2 separate regions of the Mus musculus genome follow, and region 1 is linked to region 2. The links are chromatin contacts, called in public promoter capture Hi-C maps. All regions are on one chromosome and are shown on one strand. Each heading gives the region's core, a stretch centred on a gene start, on an enhancer-like site or on the middle of the called end of the contact. The rest is flanking DNA. Distances are from core to core; before and after follow the strand shown. Region 1 holds the start of Hspa12b (heat shock protein 12B). Region 2 holds the start of Gfra4 (glial cell line derived neurotrophic factor family receptor alpha 4).

Region 1 (2,700 bases), core at 129-2,628, 85 kb after region 2:
TGAAGCAGGACCCAGGGCAGAGATGGAGCCACATGAGGGAGTGCCATCAGGCCACCACCTGAGCTGGGGATCTGCAGCTGTGGCCCAGGGGGAATTGGATGCTTGAAACAAAAAACAAGAAGCAGGTGTGTGGGAGAGTCGGACCCTGAAGGAGGTCAAGCCCCTAGAGGCCTCTGCAAAATGTCTTGTCAGCGAACAACTAGGCACACCCAGGGGGCCTCCCCCTTCTCTGAGAAGGGGTTGGGGGAGGGGCTGTGAGGGCTGCAACTGGGATATAAAGTGAGTAAATTAATTTATCGATTAATTAAAAAAAAGTCTTGTCACACATACCCTAACAGCCAAATACACACAGACACGAGATACAGTGTCACACACATACTGCACGGGTGCCTCTGTCCTCAGTCAGGCAGGGAAACCTGCTGGCTGGACACCTTGCTGGGACAGACACACCCCTCCAGCCCTGACCTCGGTCAGAAAGCCCTCTGGGACAGCAGATATGACAGTATGGGCAGCAAGCCCTAGGGAAGGGACACATTTTCTCTGGGCACAATGAGAGAACCTAGGCAGACCAGGAGGGAAACCGAGGTCTGGCAAAGGGTGACATGGCAGAGAACAAAAGCAGCTCCCCTCCTTGTCCGCTGCTGGGTCTAGGGGAGCAGGTCACAAGGAGGTAAGGTCTGCAAGCATCTGGGGCCTTTGTGGGGCACAGGGACCAGAGGACTTGACAGATCCTGGGAGTACAGGGCAGGGTAAGTCAGCTCCGGACAGAGCTCAGGCAAGCACCTGACCATCAGGGCTTCCCCTACAAGTCTCCTGACTTAAGCCAGAACCTGGCATCACCAGGAGGTCCTGGGTTGATACAAGAAGGCCGTAAGCCTCATTCGAAAGGTTGAGGACTTCTCACTGTTGAGGCAAATTGGGAGGTCTCCAGTCAGGCCTGAGGTCCCAGCCTGGAAACCTAGCTTCTGCCTTCACCCTAAGTTCAGACAATCGGGGACGAAAAAGTGTTGAGGAGACTGCAAAGACCTAGGACAGGGTCACCCTTCGTAGGGGACTAGACTCTGGGCAGCAGATGCCAAGGCCCAGCACCAGGGAGGGCAGCTGGGGAAATGCGAGCAGCAAAAGGTCTTTGAGGGTCTGGAATTCTCCGCACACCCTGCTCCTCCCCCTCTGCCTTCTCCCATCCCACCCCCCTGTGCTGCTGCCCTCTGAGCAGGGGAGGCACCGCTGGCCCGCTGGCCCGCAGTGCTGCTGTGTTGTGAGGGAACTGGGAGGGGCTCGGGCTGGGCCCCCTCGGCTGAGCCCCGCGCAGGCAGGCCCCGCCCCGGCTCGCACATCTGGGCGGCGAGTGCGGCCATCCGGCCTGGGGGAGGGTGCAGAGACGGGCCTGGTGCACGTTGAGGTCCACTGTAAGCTCCGCTGCGGGACTCTGAGCTAGCACCCAGGCGACAAGACCCGGAGGAGCTGTCCGAGGGGCGGAGGTGAGCTGGGGAAGGACCTCTGGGCTTCCCAGAGAGTTGCAGAGGCTGCCCTGGGGAACTGTGAGCCCACTGGCTGGGTGGGGGCAGATCTGCAAGCTCCTCGAGGAGGCGAGGAGGCGGGCCCGCTGGCCTGGACAGGGGGAGGCAACTGAGCTCTGGCTCCTACCTGGGGCTATGGAACCCCACTGGAGTTTTAGTCTGGAGAAACCGCTGCAGGGGAGGTGGGGTGGAGCCTGGCAGGAGAGTCGTTGTGGACTAGGGCCTGCTCACTTAACCAGTTGTGGGGACCTGCTGCCTAGGCCAGAAGTGAGACAAGGGGTTGGATGTATTTGTGTCAAGAATTGCCTCAGGAGACGCCAGTCACTGAGACCCAGGGATGTGGGAGAGCGTCAGGGTGATCAGGATGTCAATATTCCAGAGACCTCAGGTTTCTCTCAAAAGGTGGGAATCCAAGTTGGGTGGGGTCTGAGCTTCTATAAGGTTAGAGGAGTTATCTGTGGAGTAAGTCTGTCGATGGAGGAAAGAGAAGAAAGGAACACTTATGCAGACTTCTGGAGCCATGGAGAGTGAAAAATTTCGTTGGAGAGAGCGGTCATGGATGAATGGGCATTAGGTGTTGGTGGAACAGAGATTGTGAACTAGTTATTGCCCTGATGATGGATGATTAGGTTACCCAGAGGGGTGGTGCAGGCATAAGGAGCAAAGCTGAGGCAGAGAGGGACCACCCATGGCCATTCCCATCACCCATAGCCATCACAGGAGGGAGTGGCCGCCTCACTCCACAGCCTTTTCCTGGTCCCCTCTCCTTGAAGTCATCTCCTCATAGGGTGGGGCAGCCTTTTGGGTGCCAGTTCTGATCTGATCCTGTGGCCCCAGTTGACCGTAGCCTGCTGACAGTCCTGTTGCAATAAAGGGCTGGCAGGGTGCTAGGCTGAGAGGCAGGGTCCCCGAGAAGAATGTTAAGATCTGAGTGGGTTCTTTGTTCTCATGAGCATCATGTAGAAACAGGAAGCCCAGCAAGACACACCTGCAGATTTCTGGAGATCACAGGAACGCATCCTAATCACCCCACGCAACAAGAGACCCTTGGAGAACTGTGTCCATAGGGCAAAAGAATTCTAGGCTACTGTGAGATCTGGAGAAGTCTCTGAGTTCCCACTTGGCCACACCCAGTCCTGGTCTTCAATGACTGACAGACCTTGTCTGTCAGACAGCACTC
Region 2 (2,700 bases), core at 53-2,552:
CCCGCACGCACGCACCGGCACAGGCGGCTGCGCTCGCAGCGCTCCAGGGGCTCCAGGCAAGAGGGCGGCACCAACCCCGGGCCGGAGAACGCGCAGGCGGGCGCGAAAGTCTGGCGCCGGCGCTCGGCGCACGCGGAGCCTTCGCAGCCGCAGAAGAGCAGCGCATGCGTGAGCGCCGGAGGCCCACGCGCGAAGAAGCGGCGCAGGGCTCGGCGGCAGCGGGAGCGCACGCAGCCCCCGGGTCCCGGCCTGCCCCCGGGCGCTGCCCGGCCCAGGCATCGTGCCACGTACTCAGAGCGCAGCTGCTGGCACCGCTCGTCTGCTGTACACGCCTCGGCCGCGTCCACGCAGCGATTCCCGTCGGTAAAGCTCGCAGACCCTGGTGAAGGGCGGGCAGGCTGCAGTCCTCCGTGCTTGGTTCTCCACATTCCACACCCTTGAATTTTTGGGGAAGGGGTACCCAAACCCAAGGGGAGAGAGTGTGGCCCATAGGCGTGACCCGTTGATCTTGAAGAAGGGGCATGAGCAGGCACTAGGGATATCTATCTACCCAGGATGTGAATGGATGCAGTATTCAGAGATTGGGCCTGACCTTTCCCCAGAAGCTGAGGTTCAGCCTCCACCACCATCTCCAGAAATGGCCCATGCATCCACAGAGGGGCTACTGGGCCCCTACTATCCTCCCCAGCTCTGCCTGACAGGACACTGAGGCTTAATGGACACATTAATCATAGCACTCCCCATTCTCCTCTTGACACGCGGATGGTCCCTTCTCTGACACATGGAAACCCCGTGAGTATATCTACAGGTTTCTGGCCCTCCTCCCATCCTGACCTGTGCCTCCTGACCCCTGTCCACATGCTTCTTTATTGGTCTAACTCAGCTCAATGAGAGGGACTCTGGCTCCGGACCACAGAAGGGGATTGTGAGCATTGGATTCTCGACAGGTATTGTATATTGAACAGCACATTCAGACCCTGGCTTCCAGAAGTAGATTCAGACAGACCAGACCCCTGATGGCAGACCGTCCTGAGACAGACCTGACCGTTTATCAGTAGTTTCAGTGAAGACTTATATAACTTATGTCACAGATGACAACCCATTCCGGGGAAAGAGAATGCCTGCCTCTGTTGGAGTAGCAGCTGTGTCCGAACTTGCCAGTGGACATACGTAAATCCAGCCAAGTCACCAAATTCAGGTTTATGACACTTCCTTTTCCCACCTTCTTACCTCTCTGGCTTCCCAGACCCAGGAAAATCGCCTGACCTGGCCTCTCATCCATCAAATGTGCTCTTCTCAACATGGCGTGTCTCTGCTCTAAGAGCCACCATGAATCAGTAGGGGACTCCCAAGAGCAGGAGCTCTGAGGACCACATTTGGTCAGGGGGAGGAAAGGAAAAAGAAAATCCCCGGGGCACAGGTATCAAGGCTAGATTTGGGAAGGGTGGCTCAGCTGAATGGGAAGATGGGGTACAAGGCATTGCACAGCGGGGGTGGCATATTGCGACAGATCCTCGGCCACAAAGCACAAGCCAATTTTGAGCATCCCTTCAGCAACCCAGCCTTTTCTTTGGTCACTTTTACAATCCCACCTTGTCCCTGATGGTTAGGGCTAGAGAGGGCAGGGGCCAGGGCCAGGGCCAAGGAGGAGACAGGCTCTCACCCAGCAGCAACAACAGCAGCAGTGCAGACTCCATGCAGTGGGCCATGACGATTGGCAGAGAGAGCCCCAGTTGGACAGATGTCTCTTCCTAGGACCAGCTAAGCCTGGAAGGCAGCAGGCACCTGCTGACAGGTGCACTCCCAGCTTTAGAGAGGAAATAACATCCTGCTCTCTTCACTCTGTCTCCACCCCCGGACAGCACCTTCAGGTGGATCCAAAGTCACTAAGCCAGGGCCTGAAGTTACTGGATAGATCCAGAGTACTGGACTGCCTGCTGTGCACAAGCCATTGGCTCCTAGTGGGAACAGTTAGTTTCTCCTGGGGACAGGGGTAGGGGAACTTCTTGAGACTCAAAAATTAAGCAAGAATTAAACCTCTCAAGTCCAGAAGAGCTGAAACATGTGAGATTCACAAGGCCTCTCCTCAGGGTTACAGGCAACGGCTGAAAGAAGACATCCCAGCAGGCAGGCTACCCGCCAGCCCTGCACTGCTCTAGGCTCACCACCCATGTCTAAGTGGGTGATTTTTGACAATTATACCCCTGTAAGTAATTCCAATAAACTCAAATAATGAGTAAAAATAATAATAACAAATTCCCCCCAAATAAGTATTTGCCAAGTTGAACTTTGATGGATTTATTTCTCTGGCCCAGTGTCAGTTGCCTGTCTAAGATGAAGAGGCATGTGTGTTGTCTCTCCTCAGGAAGCCTCTGACAAGGCATGCACTCACCACACAGGCACATGCACACATACACACACACACACACACACACACACACACACACACACACACACACACGTGGGGTTGCTACACTCAGCTTTTAATGGTTTTGCTGGGGGTTGAACTCGGGTTCTCATGCTTGTGTGGAACTTCACCAATGATGTCATCTCCCCAGGCCCTCTGCACCAGGAACCTTGGTGTTAACCAGGGTCATTCTGTGGGAAAGGGAAAGAATTGACTGCCCAGGAAAAACAGACCAAACAAGAGGCCGTCGGGAACCATTTTACAGAGCACGAGTTGACATCTAACTCCAGGAT

Evidence for each region. Promoter capture Hi-C pulls out the DNA fragments that hold promoters and counts their contacts.
Region 1: a promoter capture Hi-C map of liver shows a contact between it and region 2, with 4 times the contacts expected there. The contact joins the promoter of Hspa12b here to the promoter of Gfra4 in region 2. A contact is called at or near these places in 11 of 39 promoter capture datasets (the 3T3-L1 cell line, 3T3-L1-derived adipocytes, the HPC-7 cell line and 7 more), 1 of 15 datasets of contacts at CTCF or cohesin (the NIH/3T3 cell line), 3 of 484 Hi-C or Micro-C datasets (bone marrow-derived macrophages, nephron progenitors and stem cell-derived germline stem cell-like cells), 3 of 115 datasets of contacts at active chromatin or transcription factors (embryonic stem cells and stem cell-derived neural progenitor cells) and 4 of 9 other capture datasets (adipose tissue, liver, macrophages and 1 more).

The regions. Positions count from the first base shown.
Region 1 is chr2:131,126,034-131,128,733 of GRCm38.p6, forward strand. Hspa12b (heat shock protein 12B) reads left to right here and starts at 1,379. Exons shown (of 13, transcript NM_028306.3): 1 at 1,379-1,481.
Region 2 is chr2:131,041,380-131,044,079 of GRCm38.p6, forward strand. Gfra4 (glial cell line derived neurotrophic factor family receptor alpha 4) reads right to left here and starts at 1,303. Exons shown (of 6, transcript NM_020014.2): 1 at 1,231-1,303; 2 at 16-379. The coding sequence starts at 1,303.